Linked DNA regions of Arachis hypogaea: regions 1 and 3 are each linked to region 2. A link is a contact called in public Hi-C data. All regions are on one chromosome and are shown on one strand. The core of a region is the stretch at or near the end of the contact, and the rest is flanking DNA. Distances in the headings are between cores, read along the strand shown. Region 1 holds the start of LOC112763941. Region 2 has its middle 16 kb from the start of LOC112766285. Region 3 holds the start of LOC112766110.

Region 1 (3,018 bases), core at 404-2,903, 77 kb before region 2:
CACCCCTTCCAGGAATAAACCCTCCCTGTAGAGGGCCAATGATATCTTGTAGAAAAGGTCGTAACCTCTCCACAACCACCTTAGTTATAATCTTGTATATGACATTACAGAGGCTGATAGGACGAAACTCTTTCATGCGAGACGGGTTATCAACTTTAGGAATCAGCACCACCAAAGTGTCAAACAGAGCACTATCCAGATCAAACCCAGCGAAAGCCTTCTTAACAAGTTCCCATACCTCTGTACCAACCACTTCCCAATATTCCTTGAAGAAAAAAGCCTGAAAACCATCGGCACCTGGGGCCTTAAAAGAGTTCATGCCTATAACCACCTTCCTAACCTCTTCTTTAGAAACATTTCTTGTGAGACTTTCAATAACTTCACGAGATAAAGAAGGTAATTCCTGATTCCCCATCACATCAAGTTCTACCTGTTCCACATTACAAAAAAGATCTCTATAAAATTCAATTGCACATTCTTCGAGTTCTTGCGGATCAGTACTCCATCTTCCATCCTCCAAAAACAACCCCTGAACCTTGTTACGCTTCCTCCGTATAATGGTTTGCATATGAAAGAACTTAGTATTCCTATCTCCAAATCTGACCCAGTGCTCTCGGGATTTTTGATATCAAAACCACTCCTCTTGCATAAGCAGATTACTATATTCAGCCTGTAACTCTCTTTCTTCTTGTATAAGGGATAAAGCATCAACTCTCTCCATTCTCTGTTGGATACTGGTCACACGCCTCTCCAATTCTCTCTTTCTTTTAAAAATATTCCCAAAGACATCTCGGTTAAAGGCCAAAGCATCATCTCTGACCTGAGAAAGGCAACGAATAGGATTGGGTCTACCCTTGTCCCAAGCACCCCTGACCACCAACGAAAAACTTGGGTGATAAGACCAAGCTACTTGAAAACGAAAAGGTTTTACCCCGACTCTTCTATCATTACCTTGACATCGCACCATAATGGGACAGTGGTTAGAATGCATCCTCGCCAAATTCTGTACATAGCTTTCCGGAAAACGAAAACACCAAGCATCAGTAGCCACAGTCCTATCCAGCCTCTTCGAGATGAACCGATTATCCTGCATATGTCTGAACCAAGTGTACAAGGATCCATGAGCTCCCAAATCAATCAAACCACACTCATCTAGGAGAGCTCCAAACCGCTCTGCCCTTCGAGAGACAAAGTTCCCACCTTTAACCTCAGATGAAAGAAGGATCTCATTAAAATCCCCAATAGCTAATAAAGGACCTGAATAATTTCTGGAAAAATCTGTCAAAACCTTCCAAGCTTCCTCCCTTATGCTATGAACGGGACTTGCATAAATTGCTGTACAGACCCAAGAGAAACCGCCATTCGAAAACTCAACACACACCACTTGCGAACTCGCTGCCACTACATTGCAAGATACTCCGGGCCATGCAGAGAGCACCCAAATACCTCCACTATGCCCATGAGCTTCTTCAATATGAATATGAGTATAACCTAATCTGTTCCAAAAGACAGCCACCTTTTGGAAAGTACAATGAGTCTCTAAAATGATAAAAACGTATGGATGAAAATTCTTTACCAATTGTTTCAGATGCACCCGAGCCAGCTTATTACTAGCTCCTCTCACATTCCAAGCTATAATGTTTGCACAATCCATATTAATATTACTTGGAGTGAGACCCACACCTCAGATTATTTGAGGGTAGTGAGTGGGGTCTCCATTGTAACCACACTGTGCCCATTCTCAACCGGGGAATTCTGAAGAGAATTAAGCCTTAATCTCTTTAAATTGCTTCTGAATGGCATTTTAGAAGTCCCCGCACCTTGCGAATAAGCCCCTGCCCGTTCTGAACTAGGTCCTTGCTTGCCACTCGTCACACCGTGAGCAGAGGTAAAACCTGACGAAGTTAATTTAAAGTTCCTCGCTTGTTTTAGCACTTGATTGCCCTTACTTATGTGTAAAGATGATTCAACCCCATTGATGCCTTTCATAGCAGGTTCTCCTTTAGCAACATAATTAGAAGATTTATCCACATAAACTTTTTTGGACTTATCCTGGTCATGCCTACCCAAAAAGACCTTCTTGCCCTTTGCCTTTCTTTCCACCTTGGTCCACGTTGTATCCCCTGCATGTGCCCCTTCCATTACATGCACTTCCTTATCCTTATTCTTCTCTATCCTAATTGTAGCACTACCAAAAACAAAAGGCTTCTCAATATTAGAAGAAAATGGTACCTGATCCATCTTCTCATGATCTTGTTCCTTGTCTTCATTCACCCCTATTTCATCAATGTTCGCCGAAATTGAACTAATCAATTTACAGTCCACACCAACATGCCCATAACAACCACACGTATTGCAGACCAACTCAAGGCTTTCATATTCAACATCCAAAACCCTCCCATCCACCTCAACACTACGAGTAATGGGAACGCCTAAATCAATCTCCACACAAACCCTCGCATACTTCCCTCTTGCTGCCATCTTAGTTGCTACATCGACTTTCACTGGCTTTCCCACTGCAGCGGCAATCCTCAACATAGCCTTCTCATGGTAGTAACGAATCCCTAAGCCGTAAAAGCGTACCCATACCATGGTGGATCCAAAAACCTCCTCCTCTGAATAGAACTCAGGTGACCATGACTTTACAGCAAGATAGAACCCAGATATCATCCAAGGACCACCAAGTAATACCCTCTCCCGATCTTCAAAAGCATCAAACTTCACCAGAAAATAACCATTTCCTACATCCAGAACTTGAAACTCACCCTTCAATCTCCACACTATACTCAACTTATGCACCATCGCCGTGTAACTCATATGCTTGCCCAAGACTTTGACGACGATCGCTTCCTTATATGGTACAGATAACGCCGCCAGCCCTTCTTCTGAGAAGATGACCCGAGGAGGATGCGAATCCCCGTGGTTCCCTTTGATCACCTTGGCTAACCTCTCTCCATCTAAAGCCTCATTCCGAAGCATAGGAGACAGAGACTTCTGTCCAGTCACCATGTCGCGGAG
Region 2 (2,700 bases), core at 187-2,686:
TCGTTAAATAATTTAAATAATTTGACTAAATTTTTATCTAACAGTTCTCAATTATCAATTTCATATAAAATTAACTGTACCTGAATTTTCACCATGTATTCTATACAATTTTTAATAAAAAGTAGTAATTGCATTTAATTCACATAAAACTGAAGCAAGGTTGGTCCCTTAGGAGTTAGGGCAATCCGTACCTGAGGCCTTGAAAAAAGGTTCACTCATTAATTCTCTCACACACACAAATAATAATTTTTCCCATTTTAGAAAGCCAACACACTCTAATCAGCTAACCGAAAAAACCGCCAGCCACCTCCCTCACAAACTGAAAGAGAAAGCCTTCAGTTTTTATTTATCGCATATACATAAAATAATAATAAAATAGTAACCAAAACCCAGTTGCAGATGGGCTTGGGCCTCCACGATGCCTTTTCTTGATGTGACTTGCCACCCACGTTGCCTGGGCAATGATTCATCCTGGGCCCACAAATCATGGTTTAAGGGTTAGTGCTAAGCCCACTTATGCCCACCACGCCCCCACTCATCTCTAATTCCCACTATATCCTCCTCCATTTCTAATCTCCATTATTAGATGCTAATAAACTATTTATTGCAGTTTTTCACTTACAACTCACAATTATTTTATATTTTTAACCGAGATATTATTATTATTATTTTTTTTTGGAATTCTTTTGGCTTTATTAGTTATTGTTATATTATATCCTATCATGCTTTGTGGGCCATTGGAATGGAATTCACTTGGTAAATATTTATTTATTTTTTTTTATATTCTTTTTCTAAAAAGTTAGAATGTTAAAATTGTGCGTTTAGAGCAACTTGAATGCAATTTAATATAATACCCATATATAGATCAAGCGATATCTCCTTAATCTAATTTAAAGTAGTAGTATTTTTTTTTTTTTTTTATGTTTTATCATCTCATATCTTGTGATTGAATATCCAAAGATTAGGTGCCAGAAAATCTTATTAGGCACGGATAGGAGATTTAACACCTCAACGAGTGGCACCAATAAGTTTGTCACAGAAGATTTGGATTTGGATTATAATAAGGGTGCACTTTATGCCTTAATAGTAGTGATGCTTCTAGTTAATTACTACTTTGTATAAAATAAATCCACTAGATAAATCATCATCTTAGCTTGATTCCATATGTTAGAAATTTTTTATTCCAAAGAACAGAGTTTAATTAATGTACTAAGTGAAAGAATAGGAAGGTTCTTGGAACAAAATCATTGTTATAATATAGAGTTTATCTATATGCTAAGATAATGAATAAAACGATTATTGGTGTTTGAATCTTTGTCAATATATCTCTCTAAGGGTTTTGATGGGTTGGTTGTTTTTATCATTAGGTTAGTGGCTATAGCACTAAGCCACAGTGGTCCAAAGTATAATTGATTGTCCCACAGTGCTACCCCAATCTCATAGTAACATACACCAACTTTAATTAATAAAAAAAAAAAGTAGTTCATGTGCATTTTTTTTAGAGGGGTTCTGAGCCATTAATCAATGTGACTAGTCGTGAATCCAATGCCTTCCTATGTGCATCAGTCACTAAATAGAAGTACGTACTAGGTTCAACCCACTGGCCTCAGTGGAAGTATTTCATAAAATAAAATAAAATAAATCAGAAAAAGAATATTTGATTTTCTGAGGATTTTTATTTGGAGTAAACTTATAATATGAGAAAAATTAAGTTTGTTTGTTTTCGTGGGTTTTTCTTCACATAATGTTAGTCAAAGGGACGAGGAAGATACACGGCACTGAAACGACAGCGTTTTAGGAGCTTCTAAACTGCAGCTTCAATAATAGGATATATAAATCTTTAAAGGTTATTAACATTAATATATAATATAAGTTTCTGTAAATCGAATTTCAAATCTACTTTTTAAAATCGAATTAATTCAATTTAAACTACAAAGTGCGAGATAATATATTTAATTTGTTATATATTTTTATCTTGTTCACGTATTATTATTATTATTATTATTATTATTATTATTATTATTATTATTATTATTATTATTATTATTTAATGAATATTTTTAAATATAAAATAAAATATATTTATTTCACCAACATAAAATTATTTTTATTTTTTAATAATATTTTTTTAATTTTTAAAAATAAATAAATCAATTCAATCCAAATCATAATAGCTTAAATTGAATTTAAAAATAAAATCAAGTTATTCTTTCAAATCACAATAAATTATATATTTTAGATTACATTAGTTTTTCTTTTTGAAACGGATCCAAAGTGCAACAAAATCAGCAAGATTGAAAATAAAAAGACATTGAATGGTAAAAACGGCATTAAAAGATGAAAATTTATGTGCAGTTGTTTTATATAAAGTTAATAGTCAAAAATTGTAAGATGATAATTTAGTCAAATCTATTAAATCATTTAATAATTTTTAACTATCAACTTTATATAAAGACAAGTGCATGTGAATTTTTGTCGTATTAAAATCAGGAAGACACAAACTTTGGGCAAAGGAAAAAGGCAAAAATGGGAAAAGCAAGAAGAGAAAGAGAGAAAGAAACAAAATAAGGGGAGGAGGTGTATTGCTTTTGCAGTTTGCATATGAAGAAACAAGAATCAAGTGTTCCATGGAACCCTCAAGAAAAATAAAATAGAATAAAAATTCGACGATCATAGTAGTTCTTTTTCCACGAACTCAAT
Region 3 (2,700 bases), core at 194-2,693, 120 kb before region 2:
CAAGTTGAACCCATTGTAATAGTGGGCCTCTCTTTTCAGGCTTTCTGCAAATTCTTGTGGATGCTTTCCACTCTGCTAAAAATTAAATTGTTCATTGACAAAAAAAAAAAAAATCATTGATAATAACTTGGATATGATTGATTAGTTTCCATAATTAAAAAAATTTAATTACTTTAGTTGTCTTTATAATTTTATTAGATTTATAATTAGGTTCTTATATTTTTTTCTTTCAATTAGACCCGTATATTATTTTTAATTTTGTAATTAGGTTCTTGCCAATATAAAAAATATTAAAATTAACAGAATATTTTTCATAAATTAAAAGTCTCTATAATTAATAACATAATTAGATCTTTAATTATATTTCTTTTGAAATGAATATTCTATTAATTTTAATATTTTTGACATAAAAATAACCTAATTATAAAATTAAAAATAGTATAAAAATCTAATTTAAAAATATAAAAATTTAATTATAAATTTAATGAAACTATATAAACCAATAAAATAACTAAACAATTAAGTAATAATATGCTAGGAGTCAATAAACAACAAACTCTTCATTGCTTAAAATTCAAAACAATAACAAAATGAGTATTACTACATGCACAACTGAAAAATATTATTATTAGTGAATGTCTAAGTATTAAAATTTCATTTAAAAAATAAAGAGACAATAGCTTTGCAATATTCAATCTCTATAAATCATATATAAATTCTATGAACAAATATAGGAAACCCAACTTTTAACTAACCTAGCCAATTTTTTTACTTCTTTGTAAAATTATATTTTTAGCCCTCAATTTTTTCTAAAAGATTTAAAATTAAAATGTAAAGTTTAAAAAAAAATTAAAATTTATAATTTAAAATTAAAATTAAAATAAAATTTTATTAACATTGACTAAAAAAAATAGTTTTTAATTAATTCAAAGTATATCTATGCGTGCGCGTGTTCTGTGAGTGAGTCCTCACCTTTAGAAATAGGAGGGGTAACTCTCCTCTACTTTTGGCTTCAGGGAGGGTATGGAGTTCCAAAACATTGGTAAGAAAAGCTACTCTTCCTTCTCTTGAAGAAGCCAACCATGTCCCCATTGCTATCTCGTCTCTTCCTCCAACAATATCATCACAATCTTCCCACCATGACACTGCCTTCGTAGGCCTTCATCATATTCATATATCCATAAGTAAAACAATATATATAATTCCATAAAAGAAGAAACCAAATTAATTAAACTTGCCTATTATGGTACTCATCTCTGTTGCTCAAAAGAAAAAATGGGTACAGTGGATGTGCTTGCCAAAGAAACAGAGCTATACACATTGTTCTGTGATGAATATTATTGAATAGAAGACATAACAATTTACATCGCTTGCATACATATATATATATAGAGCATCACATTCAACTAATTTTCCATGCACATATTCAATTCTTAATTATTACATCAAGTTACCTTGCTAAGTTGGCAAAAAATTTCATCCATTATTAAAAGCTAATAATAAGTAGCTAAATTGAACGCAGCATTGTTACACTTGCACAACTTCGGACACAAGCATTTATGATCGAGGTTGAGTAGAACAAAGAACTATATATATATATATATATATATATATATATATATATATTGCATCCTAGAGCTAGCTCCTAGCCGCAGAACTATATATAAGGGTTAGTTGTTGAGAATTTTACTACTAAAGATGTTTATTATTCAATTTATTTTATCTAGTCACGTGTATGTACATCACGTCGATCGATACATGCATTTTTATTACACAAGCCAAGTCACAAAACACATGTTAAGATTATTGGTATCGAGAAAGTCTCAAGGTAGAAAGGAAAAAGTAGAGTGAAGTACTAACCCGACTCTGTTCATTTTTAAGAATGATAACGTGACCCCTCAAAATAAAATTGATCCACTTCGGTTTCTATTTTTTGATTCTGTTACACAACGCGGTTTTTATGAGTATTTTTTCGTCAGTTCTGAACAGAAAATACTGACGTGTCAGGTTCAGAAATAGACAGGGGTCTAATTGTCTCAAAATTTAAATTGGTTAGGGGTTTATTTATTCTTATAATTTTTTAAACAATATTTTTTTAGATTATTTTTTTATTTATTATATTAATATTCTTTTTCCAATAAATTATTAAATATATGGTATAATAAGTACAAACTAATTAATAAATTATCCAAATTTAAAAATATCATTTATTATCAAACTAAATAAATCATTCTCAAATATAATTTTTAAATACATAAATAATAAACATTAAAATTTAATTAATACATTAATAATAATAATCCTGTGATATACTATTAGTATTATGATCTAGATAATTTTTCACAATAAAATAAAAACTAATAAACACATTACTTGATATTAGTAAAATATTTTTGAGTAATAACAAATTTAATTTTTTATCTCTTTAAATTAAATTAATAATTCTATTTAATATTTTTGTACTAAAATACACTATGAGCAAGCTACTAATACTAAATGAAATAATTAAAATATATAACCTTTATTGAAATAATTAAATACTAATTGAAATAATTCTATTTTTAATCTCTTTAATTGAATTTTAATATACTTAAAATTTTAATTAATCTATATTATTCTTATATTGATAAATCTTTATCAATCTATAACCTTATGATCATGATACTTTAAATTTGTTAAGTTTATATATATATATATACG

The links. A called contact is a pair of places that touch in the nucleus more often than the background predicts.
Region 1: a Hi-C map of an unstated tissue shows a contact between it and region 2, with 3 times the contacts expected there. The contact joins the promoter of LOC112763941 here to the enhancer-like site in region 2. A contact is called at or near these places in 2 of 8 Hi-C or Micro-C datasets (leaf and an unstated tissue).
Region 3: a Hi-C map of an unstated tissue shows a contact between it and region 2, with 4 times the contacts expected there. The contact joins the promoter of LOC112766110 here to the enhancer-like site in region 2. A contact is called at or near these places in 2 of 8 Hi-C or Micro-C datasets (leaf and an unstated tissue).

What each region holds. Positions count from the first base shown.
Region 1 is chr17:128,629,911-128,632,928 of arahy.Tifrunner.gnm2.J5K5, forward strand. It overlaps LOC112763941, which reads right to left and starts at 1,654. Exons shown (of 1, transcript XM_025809479.1): 1 at 629-1,654. The coding sequence starts at 1,654. The coding sequence ends at 629.
Region 2 is chr17:128,707,090-128,709,789 of arahy.Tifrunner.gnm2.J5K5, forward strand. No RefSeq gene overlaps it. Among protein-coding and RNA genes, the nearest start is that of LOC112766285, 16 kb to the right of the region's middle. Within about 2 kb of position 1,437, at least 3 of the 3 cell types and tissues checked have open chromatin away from gene starts, as enhancers often do.
Region 3 is chr17:128,587,855-128,590,554 of arahy.Tifrunner.gnm2.J5K5, forward strand. It overlaps LOC112766110, which reads right to left and starts at 1,444. Exons shown (of 5, transcript XM_025811970.2): 1 at 1,239-1,444; 2 at 973-1,159; 3 at 1-72. The coding sequence starts at 1,321.